2 separate regions of the Mus musculus genome follow, and region 2 is linked to region 1. A link is a contact called in public HiChIP or PLAC-seq data. All regions are on one chromosome and are shown on one strand. The core of a region is the stretch at or near the end of the contact, and the rest is flanking DNA. Distances in the headings are between cores, read along the strand shown. Region 1 overlaps Tecpr2 (tectonin beta-propeller repeat containing 2). Region 2 holds the start of 6030440G07Rik (RIKEN cDNA 6030440G07 gene).

The links. HiChIP or PLAC-seq counts read pairs in DNA pulled down with a chosen protein or histone mark.
Region 2: an H3K4me3 HiChIP or PLAC-seq map of the SCID.adh cell line shows a contact between it and region 1, with 10 read pairs. The contact joins the promoter of 6030440G07Rik here to the enhancer-like site in region 1. A contact is called at or near these places in 3 of 15 datasets of contacts at CTCF or cohesin (the NIH/3T3 cell line, large pre-B cells and pro-B cells), 7 of 484 Hi-C or Micro-C datasets (CD8 T cells, the HL-1 cell line, LSK cells and 4 more), 7 of 115 datasets of contacts at active chromatin or transcription factors (the SCID.adh cell line, T-cell acute lymphoblastic leukemia, bone marrow-derived macrophages and 3 more) and 3 of 9 other capture datasets (adipose tissue, liver and pancreatic islet).

The regions. Positions count from the first base shown.
Region 1 is chr12:110,898,595-110,904,677 of GRCm38.p6, forward strand. All of the region lies in intron 2 of Tecpr2 (tectonin beta-propeller repeat containing 2), which reads left to right. Among named protein-coding and RNA genes, the nearest start is that of Tecpr2, 12 kb to the left of the region's middle. Within about 2 kb of position 3,672, at least 37 of the 459 cell types and tissues checked have an H3K27ac peak or open chromatin away from gene starts, as enhancers often do. A contact at or near this core is called in the SCID.adh cell line and uterus, where this site is marked.
Region 2 is chr12:110,991,709-110,997,791 of GRCm38.p6, forward strand. 6030440G07Rik (RIKEN cDNA 6030440G07 gene) reads left to right here and starts at 2,690. Exons shown (of 3, transcript NR_036598.1): 1 at 2,690-2,999.

The sequences.
Region 1 (6,083 bases), core at 2,422-4,921:
AAAAAAAAAAACCAACCCAAGGAAAATCTAGGAGGCAAAAGCCTGTGATATTAGCTCTCAGGAGGCTAAGGTAGGAAGATTGCAACTTTGAGGCCAACCAGGTCTACTTAGCAAGTTCCCGGCCAGCCAGGGCTACACAGCATGAGCTCGTCTACAATAAATAAATAAATAAATAAATAAATAAATAAATAAGAGGAGACGAAAGGAGGGATGAGAAACAAAGTATTCTTAGATGAAGGAAAACAGAACACTGGTTGTCAAAACCTGCTCAGGAATGACTGTTAAAAGAAGTTCTTCAGGGCTGGTGAGATGGCTCAGCGGCTAAGAGCACCAACTGCTCTCCCAAAGGTCTTGAGTTCAAATCCCAGCAACCACATGGTGGCTCACAACCATCCGTAACAAAAATCTGATGCCCTCTTCTGGTGTGTCTGAAGACAGCTACAGTGTACTTACATATAATAAATAAATAAATAAATAAATAAATCTTTAAAAAAAAAGAGAAATTCTTCAGACAGAGGGAGCATGGCACCAGGAATGAGTGGAAAGCGAGAGTAAGTTTTTAGGGAAGTACAGTAGCTCATGGTCCCCTATGAGTTTTTTAGGATGTTTTGACAGTTGGAAGCAAGCAGCATCCCTGCTGAGTTTTCAGTGATGGAGTGATGTGGGAGACAGTTAAAGCATGAGTAGGGTGCTGTGTGGTGCTAAGGTTCATACATTCTATATGCAGAGGTGAACTCTGAAAGGTGTATGTGGTTAGGGATAAGCTTAATGGTAAAGAGCTGTGCTTAGCATGTACAAGACCCTGGGTTCTTAGCATGTACAAGACCCTGGGTTCTTAGCATGTACAAGACCCTGGGTTCACTACAAAGTGCATGTTCTCTCTCTCTCTCTCTCTCTCTCTCTCTCTCTCTCTTACTCATACACACACATTGTAACCACTTAACAGTTTTTTTAAAAAAAATCTACATATACAAGAAGTTAAATTAAGTGCAAATAATTCAAACATATCTAAAAGAAAGGATCAGATCAGATTTAAAAAAAAGAAAAAAGAAAACCAGGTGCAGAAGCATGTGTCTGTTACCTCAGAGTGTGTGTGTGTGTGTGTGTGTGTGTGTGTGTGTGTGTGAGAGAGAGAGAGAGAGAGAGAGATCCCTGAAGCTCCTTGGACAGCAACTAGCCAAAATGATGAGGTTCAGTTTTAGTGAGAAACTCCTCTGAAAACAAAGATGGTGAGCTGGCGGAATAGTAGAATAGTGGAAGGAGATAGCTAGTCTCCACAGTGGTCCTTGGGTACTATGGGATATGCACACACACACACACACACACACACACACACATGCATACCCATATGCACACATCTACACTAACAGGTACATACACCACACACAACACAACACATACCACATACCAAACAAAAAGGTGAACAAACAGAAAGGGTGAAATAAATATAGCATTAGTCAAAAATTCAATTAAAATATAATATGTAAGTAAGTTAACAGTAAGAAAATAAGGCTGGAGAGATAGTTTCATGGGTAAAATACTTTCTGAGTCATTTCTTATGGTAGCCCATTTTAGGAGGAATGGAAAGGCCCTGAGCCTGTACGTGTCCATCCTAATTTTCAGTTGGAAGAGTCAGGGTGCATTAGAGTGATGAATGTTTCATTAACTTTAATCTGGTAGTTTCTAAAATGGTGCAGAAATTTGTGTCTCCTTGCAGCTAACAGTGTGCTTGTCTCATGTCTCCCCTTTCCTTTCCTGTGGGTGTAGCGCCAGGGTCTGTGTTAGCCCCTTCCTGTGGTGTCTGATCATTGATATGTTAGTAGCACTGCAACATGGAGGCCCCGTGTGTCCTTACCATGATTGCTTCCATTCATCGATGGCTAGGAATTTAATTTTAAAATATTTTTGATAGTAAGAAATACATATTAGTTGAAAATGGCAGCTCTTGCCTATAATTGCCATACTTAGGAGTCAGAGACAGGAAGATGATATGCGTTTAAAGCCACTGTGGGCAAGCTCCAGGCCAGCCTAAGTTATCTGTCTTGGTTCATTCTCCTAATGGATTCCCTAGGAATGGAGTTACAGATGGTTGTGAGCTGTCTTGTGGGAACCCAGTTTCGTGGAAGAGCAGCCAGTACTCTTAACCTCTGAACCATCTCTCCATTCCCGCAGTTCAGTTTAATTCTAAGTTTGTGTATGAGTGCACATGTGAGATGTATTTTTCCCTTTTTCAGAGAGGGTCTTCTGTGGACTCTCTGTTTAGCCAAGGATATCTTTTTACTGTGCTCCTTCTTCCTGGATCTCCCAAGTGCTGGGACCACAGGCAGCCTCTGGTCTTGGCTTCTATGGTGCTGGGGATCAAACACAGGCCTTCATGTGTACCTCGCTAGCACTGTGCCTACTGAGCTACATACCCAGCCCTCATCTCCCTCCCCACATTTGGTTTTTCCAGACAGGGTCTCTCTGTGTAGCTGTGACTGTCCTAGAACTCACTCTGTAGACCAGGCTGGCTTCAAACTCAGGGATCTGCCCTCCTCACCTCCCAAGTGCTGGGAGTAAAGGCGTGCACCACCACTGCCCAACCCCACATTTGTTTTTCATGGAAATTAACTAATTGATTTTAAAATGTAGATGAAATTATAATGACTAAAATAGTGTATAAGTGCAAAAGAGCCACCTAGGAGACAGTGACCTCCTGGGAAACAAACTTATAAAGCTTCAGTTATGAAGTTATGTGACATTAGCACAAACAGGGACAGATACACAGATAACTTGCACAGGACTGAGAGGGGAGACAACTATAGTGTATTTGGGCGCTAGAGTAGTTGTAGAGCTATATAGGCTGATGATCACGTGTGTGGAATGTTTGAGACCAGAATTGGTTCCAGTTTTTGGGTTTTTGGATTTTGGACTATTTGCATGGATTTTACTGTTTGAGTGTCCTCAATCTAAAAATCCCAAGCCTGAACTACTCTAAAACCTGTTGGACATCATGTTGGCTTTTGGACTAGGCTGGGGTTGGGGCTGGCCAAGCTATGCTACATGATATTTTCCAATACATGGGCTGCAACAATTGGTAAGAACATAGATGGGAAATGAAGCAGGATCCTGCTTCACTGCACGTGGTGGTTTTGTCAACACTTTAGATATTAGGGTATGGGGTGACTGGGTGCTCCAAAGCACTTGCCTGTCTTGTAAGAGTTAGCCCCTGGCAAGGTATGAGGATTATTTCCTGTCACTTGACAGCTAATGCTAATCCTGGCAGCCTAGGTGTCCATCTTCCTGAGTCGTTGCTTTACTCAGTTCTGTCTATGCCTGTGTTCCCTCCTTCTGCCCAGGCATCATACCTTCTTCCATTTTGCAGTGGAGAGTTAAGAAAGTTTTTAAAGGCCGGGCGGTGGTGTCGCACGCCTTTAATCCCAGCACTTGGGAGGCAGAAGCAGGTAGATTTCTGAGTTCAAGGCCAGCCTGGTCTACAAAGTGAGTTCCAGGACAGCCAGGGCTACACAGAGAAACCCTGTTTCGAAAAAAAAAAAAGAAGTGATTCTTATCTTATTTGGCCTTCTTAACCATTTCAGAATAGTTTGCATTTACTGCTGAAGTTTGTTGAGCTTTGGCTCATCACAAGAAGCTTATAATGAAAGCTTTGTCCAGCTTCACGGTTGCCAAGAGCCAGCTCACAAAGAGCACTTTCTCCTGATGTGGTTTTGTCTGTGTATAAAGGAAAAGCAGCCTGCCAAGGTGCCTGAGAAGATGGGTGGTGCCAGCCTAATGCTTTGGTGTGGGTCCAGAAAACCAGTCCAGGTACCTTTTAAATAGAATCGTCCTTAACAATTTTGTTTCGTTTTGAGACAAGGTCTCACTCTGTTGTTCAGGCTAGCTTTGCTTTCATGGCTGTCTTGGCTCAGCCTCTGGAGTACTGGGATTACCAATTTGAACATTCTCACCAGGCTTAACACTTTTGATTACTAGATTTCTGTTTCAGGAGGTTTTGTTGCTAGCCAGAGGACAGCAATATGTGGTGCAGGAAGTTAGGAATGAGGGAAACAGGAGATGGCCAGAGTCATCTTAAAGAAACAGTGAGCTGGGCAGTGATAGCGCAGGCCTTTAATCCCAACATTCAAGAGACAGAGGCAGGTAAATCTCTGTGTGTTTGAGGACAGCCTGGTCTACAGATTGAGTTCCAGGACAGCCAGAGCTACACAGAGAAACCCTGTCTCTAGACAAGACAAAATGAAATGGCAAGTCTGTTTGATGACTAAGGCTGCCAACCTGAGTTCTTTCTGGAGGTTCCACATAGTGGAAGGAGAGATCTTGCTCCTGCAAGTTATCTGTCCTCTGACCTGCACATAGCGTGTACAGTGTGTGTGCACACACATCCCAAATAAATAAATAATGCAAAATAAAATAAGCAGAAGATGTCTCCCAGGCCAGACTGAGAAAGGACTGCTTTTATACCAGAAAAGAGAATGTGACAGAAGGAAGGGAATCATTTGCTATGTCGCTTGGGTAATGGAGAGACCATGTGCTGTGTCCATGGATGGATTGCTTTGTTGGAGGTCTGTGCTGCAAGCAGCTCTTGTTCTGGGACTGTTCTGGTCTGATGTGGGGAGGGATGACCATGACCGTATGTGGCTGATAATCTTGGGATGTGTTCTAGTTTGAAGTGAAGTATTGTTGAAAAAGTAGGGAAAGAGGGTTACCACCAAATCTGATATAGGATGGCGCTAGCTAAGAAGTAGGTTGATGGCATAAGTGCTGTCTGAATACAGATTAATAGTCCTTTTAGGTATGTTAGGATCAGGAAGGTGGCATACGGTTCTTTAAATTGGGTAGATTTATCTGTGAGGGAAAAATATGGGTCTCAAGAGAATAGTCAAGGAGGGAGCCATCTAAAGAGTGGTATCGTTGTCAGCAGTTTATCCTTGGGGTAGTGGTTGTCTGTCTGTCCTGGGAAGCCAATGAGATTATTAGCAAAAGAGGCATGGTTTCTCAGGAGCCACTGGATGTCTGCGAGAGCAAAAGGTAAAATAATTACATTAGATTATTTACTTATAATTTATAAGGTGCACTCTCTTCCTGTCCTTATCATGGTAAATAAAGGGCTGACCTCAGTTAGTAGTGGAGGTGCTCCCCCTATTGGTGCATGGAGCCTTTCTAGAATCCCCTAAGGTTGATATAAGGCTCCAACTACTTTGAGGAAAGAATTGAATATAAGGATCTGGATTGGCTTAATAGACCAAAGGGTCTCCTTGGCTGCTGCTGTCAGAGAGCGAAGAGAGAAGAGGTCTTTGTGACCCTTAAGCAAATCAAATAAAGGCTATAATTGGCTGGTTGGTATGGGGAGCCGAGGTCTAAGCCAATTAATATTGCCTAAAAAGCTTTGAAGGGTATTTAGAGTTAGTAGATTGGGGAAGTCAATGACAGATTTAGCTGGCTGGACTAAGGTTAGTGTGATTTCTGTCCCTAGGAATGTGATGGGAGGATGAGTTGGATCTTATCTTATCATTCTGTTAGAGCTCTTTGGGCCTGTTGTTTAAAATTTTCTAGGGTTAATTTTTGATCTTGCTTTTTATCTTGCCATATTAATAGGTCATCCATGTGATATATACAGAGACCTGATGTAATAAAGAGTTTTAGTGTGTGAGTTACAGGTTCCTGGCAAATGGTGGGACTGTTAGCTATGACTTGAGGGAGTGCCCTCCACTCAACCCTGTCAGCTGGTCCTGAACTATTGACTTTAGGAACTGAGAAGGCAAAGTTTTTGCATTCTTATTCATGGAGTGGTATTGAGAAGAAGCGATCTCTAATGTCTGAAGTTAATAGCAGGGCATTTATAGGTATAATAGAGGCAAAGGAAAGAAAGACGCCTCCAGGTCCTGGTCTTCTCTTTTATTACAAAAGCCAGGGTATTCCAGGGGCTTCTAGAGAGACAAATGTGCTCCATGTCTAACTGGTGCTTAACTAATTTAAAAACTGTTAGGGCTGGTGAGATGGCTCAGTGGGTAAGAGCACCCGACTGCTCTTCCGAAGGTCCGGAGTTCAAATCCCAGCAACCACATGGTGGCTCACAACCATCCGTA
Region 2 (6,083 bases), core at 1,440-3,939, 92 kb after region 1:
GCCTCCCTCTTAGGCTGTGTCAGAATGGCCGACAGAGGGCGCAGCCTGGCATCTGGGAACAGAAACAGCAGTGGCCCAGCCCGGACCTACCAGGCTCCTACCAGGAGAGACTAACCAGTGAGCTCCCGTTGTCCTGGGGGCCAGGAAGTTGGTAGGATCAGGAAGGCTGGGAGCAGAAAGCCAGTTCACCCCTTGACCTTCCCAGCACCTGGCCCTGGATTCCTGTGGGGCTCTGTGACTTTGACAGCATTGCTGGCTTAAGAGCTCAGCTTCCCTCAGGAGCCAGTCCCACCCCTCTGGGCTGTGAACGGCAGCCGGGGCTCAGAGCCGGCTTTGCTCGTATAGCCTCCGCGTCTTTAGTGCGACCTATCTTATTTACATAGTGCCATTCCAGCGGCCAGTTCGAAGAGTGATGGGAGCAGGCAGTGAAGTAAAGCAGGATAAACTGAGCCGGGGCGGGGTCAGGTCTAGCCCAGGTCATACAATTCAGACTAGTCCTAATGATACAGCGACCCCTGCTTGTCAGGCTGGAGTGGGGAGTAGCATTGCTTTGCAGTCGCCCAAAACCCAAGCGGCCCGCATCCTTCCGTCTTCGCTTTCTCGCGTGATCCAAGAAGACGTGAGGCAAGGGCGCAGGGCAGGGAGTGGAGTCCAGTAGGTCAATCCGACCCGCGGGGCCAAGGAGAGCGTGCAGGGGGCCGCATTGTCCCGGAGCTCTGGCTGGGACAAGAGGGCGAGGCATGGTATCCATGTCTGTGCAGCGGAGCAGCGGCCAGCACTGCCCCCTAGCGGTAGAGGGAGGAACCACGGAGTCTCTAGGATGTGTCTCCCGGTAGGGTGCCAGGACCTGGCAGCCGGGGCTCCAGGACTCCTCTGGGTCTGCGAGTTCGGGACCCACCATTGACACTGCTCCCAACTCCTCCAGCCATGTACCCCCCCCCCAAGGCTCCTTCCTACGGAAATTTGCCGCCTGCACTCGAACCAGCCCCTGTCCTGGCCACCTCAGCCACCGAGGCCCCTCAACATCCTGCTAGACGCTGGCTTTCCTTTCCTCCATGACCCTTTCCTCTCATAGCATGGTGCATCCTGCCAATCCCTTTAGGTTCCCACAGGGTCCCAGGCTTTGAGTTGTGTGACACCCACGTTTACAAGGCTTCAAGGTGACAGCTGTGTCGACATGGCGACACGCCATTTCACCCTACCGACCTAGAAACACACTGGCCTGTGTCTGCACAGTGCCCTCTGCCTGAGGCAAAGGTGGCCCAAGTCCAGCAGCCCTCTGCACCTCTCGCTCCAGTCAGAGCCGGCCATGTTCTCCATCTGGAATGCTGTCCTCCCAGCCTAGCTTGCTCACCAAGCACGGTAACTATGCCTCCAGGGATCTTCCCTGGGCCCCTCGGGCTCCGGCCTGTCCTTCCCCAGGTGCACGTTTATGAGGCTCCTGGGCGCCTGCAGGGCTGAGGGCTGAACACAGGAAGATGAACTGAACACAGAACAACCTAAGAAGAGGGCTTCCTAGCACCCGGGGGGCAGCAAGGAACCCCAATGACACAGCAATGCAGTACAGAAGGTGTTCACCTCTGGCTAGAGGAAATGACAAGGTTCTTGGGAAAGCTACCTCCCAGAGGCTGCAGAGCAGGAAGAAACAGTCTGGGAGGGGCTCCCCGGCTGGAAAAGGGATTTGGGCAAACTGTCATCCTTTCTGGACTTTAATCCCAGCACCGGGGAGGCAGACAGGCCTGGTTTACATAGAGAGTTCTAGGCCAGCCAGAGATACACAGTAACACCATGTCTCAAAAACAAACAAATGGGCTGAACTCCACCAGGTCTGGTGGCTCCCACCTGTAATCCCCATACTCAGGAAGCTGAAGCAGGGGAGTTTCTGTGAGTTCAAGTGCAACCTGGCTACACAGTGAAACCCTATCTCACAAAACAAAAACAGAGCTGGAGAGATGGCTCACCGGTTAAGAGCACTGACTGCTCTTCCAGAGTGTGTCACTGTGGGTGTGGGGTTTAAGACTGCCTGGAAGCCAGTATTCTGCTAGCAGCCTTCAGATGAAGATGTAGAACTCTCAGCTTCTCCTGCACCATGCCTGCCTGGATGCTGCTATGGTCCCGCTATGATGAAAATGGACTGATCCTCTGAACCTGTAAAGCCCCAATAAAATGTTGTCCTTATAAGAGTTGCCTTGGCCAGGCAGTGGTGGCGCATGCCTTTTATCCCAGCACTTGGGAGGCAGAGGCAGGCAAATTTCTGAGTTCAAGGCCAGCCTGGTCTACAAACAAAGTGAGTTCCAGGACAGCCAGGGCTATACAGAGAAACCCTGTGTTGAAAAACAAAACAAAATAAAAAAAAAAACCAAAACAAAACAAAAAAAGAGTTGCCTTGGTCATGGTGTCTGTTCACAGCAGTAAAACCCTAACTAAAGACACAGAGGTCCTGAGTTCAATTCCCAGCAACCACATGGTGGCTCACAATCATCTATAATGGGATCCGATGCCCTCTTCTGGTGTGTTTGAAGACAGCTACAGTGTAGTCACATACATAAAATATAGTACTGGTTTGGGAGGGAAAGGAGTACGGTGGGAGAAAGGTTTGCATATTAAGTGACCCCGAGAGGCAGGAGACTCCCTGGGTGTTCTGTCACTGCTGGATAAGAACCAGTCCTGCAGGGTGGCTTAGAAGCCCAGTCTCTGTAACCTCTCACGGCTCCCGGATGGTCCTGCAGTCCTGCTTCCTGCGCTTACACAGCTGCAATCATCTGGAGGCTCAATAGGTGAAAAGTCCCGAGAGGCTTCATCGGCTGATTCTGGATAATGACAGGGCTCAGCTGGCTGCTTCCTAGTCTGCTGGGGCTCTTGCCCTAAGTAGGGCCTTTGGCTCCCCTCTGCAAGGCTTCTTACCACACTAGCCTGGGCTCCCTTACAGCATGGCAGTCTGGTTGCATCAATCACATCTGTGGGTGAAGGATGAAGCATGAAGAAGACAGCTGTGTTAGGTAAGGGTCTCTCAGAAATGGCTGTGGTGATTTTCAGGCTGAGCTGGAGGAGCTGTGCAAAGGTGAATCAAGGCAGAGAGTGGAAGCCGCTACTGCCAACAGTCTCAACTGAGACGACCTGACAGGAGTGTGAGAAGGGGGCGGAGCCGTGAGAGAGGGGCAAGAGCCTTGCAAGAAGGGGCGGGGCCATGCGAGAAGGGGGCGGGGCAGGCAAGTGGGTCGGTGGGCAGTGCCCGGTATGCATGCGGGTGTGTGGGTCTTGTGGCCTGAACATTAAAGATGAACTTTTGCCAGGTGCAACACGTAATACAACATTGTATGTGGTGGGTGTGCCAGCTAGGTGCCAAGACGACATGTCCTTAGACGATAGGCAGAGACAAACATTCTGCCCTCCTGGACTGCCACATGACTATGGAAATGAAGGAAAACATCACTAAGTTGGGCTGGTTTCAGAGACCTTTACTTCTAGCACACTTGGGAGACAGAAACAAGTTCATCTCTGTGAGTTCAAGGCCAGCTTGGTCTGCAGAGAGAGTTCCAGGCCTCCGGGGCTACACAGTGAGATCCTGTCCCAAAAAAAAAAAAAAAAAAAAAAAAAAAAAGTGTGTGTGGTGGGGATGGACTGTCGTTCTTGCAGAGGACCCGCTTCAATTCCTAGAACCTAATGATGGCTTGCAACTATCTGTAAACTATCTATAGCTCAGTTCCAGGGAACCTAACACCCTTTGTTTGGCTTCTGTGGGCATCAGGCATGCACAATACATGCATGAAAGCTTATAACACACATAAAATAAAATAAATATGTACAAAAAGAAATTTTTAAAAAAAAGAAAAATTTCTGAAAATAAAAATAAATCTTCAAAAAAAAAAAAAAATACATCCTTACGAGCCAAGCTCAGGGGACGAGCCTGTAATCCAGTGCCCACATCAAGCAGCTTCCAACTGCTTTAACTCCAGCCTCGGGATTCCTACGCCTCTGGTCTCAGAGGCACTGCTCAGGGACACAGACACAGGCATGCACATACTTTACAATAAATTCATTAAAAGGATGCAAAATGAGAGAAAGACTTCCTAAGTATGAGGAAGAAAAGACCAGACAAGGCAGAACTGCTAGGGCGCAGGGAGAAGATGAAATGGAGATGGCGGAGCCAATCAAGAATGACGGTGAACAGCCAGTCATGGTGTGGGCAGAGTAGCCCAGAAATAAGGAAGCTGAGGCTGGAGGATTACCTTGGGTTGGAAGCCAGATTAGACCCCTAAGGGAGACTCTATCACAATAAATAAATAAAATTTTAAAAATAAAAGTAATAAAGCCAGGCGTGGTGGTGCACGCCTTTAATTCCAGCACTTGGGAGGCAGAGGCAGGCAGATTTCTGAGTTCAAGGCCAGCCTGGGCTACAAAGTGAGTTCCAGGACAGTCAGGGCTATACAGAGAGACCCTGTCTTGAAAAAAAAAAAAAGTAATAAAGGGCTGGAGAGATGGCTCAGTGGTTAAGAGCACTGGCTGTTCTTCCAGAGGACCAGGGCTCAATTCCCAGCACCCACATGGCAGCTCACACCTGTCTGTAACTCCAGTTCCAGGGCTTCCGACAGCCTCGCCAACACACATGCAGGTAAACACACCAATGAACATACAATAAAAATAAATTACATATTAAATTTTTAAAAATTTTTAAGATGTATTTATTATCATATGTAAGTACACTGTAGCTGACTTCAGACACACCAGAAGAGGGCATCAGACCTCATTACGGGTGGTTGTGAGCCACCATGTGGTTGCTGGGATTTGAACTCAGGACCTTCAGAAGAACAGTCAGTGCTCTTACTCCCTGAACCATCTCGCCAGCCCTAAAAAGAATTTTTTTTTTTTTAAATAGAAGAAACAGCTGGGCAGGGGTGGCTCATGCTTTTGATTCCAGCACTTGGGAGGCAGAGGCAGGTGGATTTCTGAGTTCAAGCCCAGCCTGGTCTACAGAGTGAGTTCCAGGACAGCCAGGGCTACACAGAGAAACACTGTCTCAAAAATCAAAAATAAATAAATAAATGAAAGAAACAAATTACCATCAACAAAATAAAAATAAGATACAGATTGAGGAAGTATCTGTGCAAATCATATTTTCAAAATACAGCAAAGCCAGGCGCTGTGGTGCGCCATTAATCCCAGCACTAAGGAAGCAGAGGCAGGGGGTTCTCTAGGAGTTTGAGGCCAGCCTGGTCTACAGAGCAAATTTCAGGCTAAGTGGGTGAGACTTTTTAAATTAAAAAATATATATGTCAAAAATGTATGTGCATGTGTGTGTGTGTGTGTACATATGTGTGTGTGTGTGTGTGTGTATCTGTGTGACTGGATTGAATCCAGGGCCCTGAGCACACTACGAAGCAGGCTCTCTTCCATTGGGCTACATACCCTATAGCAAGAATAAGAATTTTATCTATTTTTATTTTTGTGTATGAATGCTTTGCCTGTGTGTTAAATGTATACCAGTACACTACGTGCAGGTCTGGTGCTCAAAGAGGTCAACAGGGAACATTGGGCCCCCTGGAACTGAGTTACAGGTGGTTATGGGCCCTCACATTGGTATTGGGACTTGAACCCTGGTCTTCCGCTGAGCCCTTTCTCCAGCCCGAAGTTTTTGAGTTTTTTGCTTTTGTTTTGGGGCAGGGTTTCTTTGTGTAGCCCTGGCTGAACTAGGAGCTCACTCTGTACCTACCTCTGCCTCCTGAATACTGATTAAAGGTGTGTGCCACCACCACCTGGAAAGCCCTAAGAATTCTTAAAAACAATCTCTCTCTCTCTCTCTCTCTCTCTCTCTCTCTCTGTTTGTGTGTGTGTGCACACTACCACATCCAGCCTTAATGTGTCATCTTTTTTTCTTTCTTTCTCTCTTTCTTTCTTTTCTTTTTTTTTTTAAAAAAGATTTATTTATTATTATAATACCTAAGTACACTGTAGCTGTCTTCAGACACACCAGAAGAGGGTATCAGGTCTCATTACAGATGGCTGTGCGCCACCACGTGGTTGCTGGGAATTGAACTCAGGACCTTTGGAAGAGCGGTCGGTGCTCTTCACTTGATCTTAGCCAA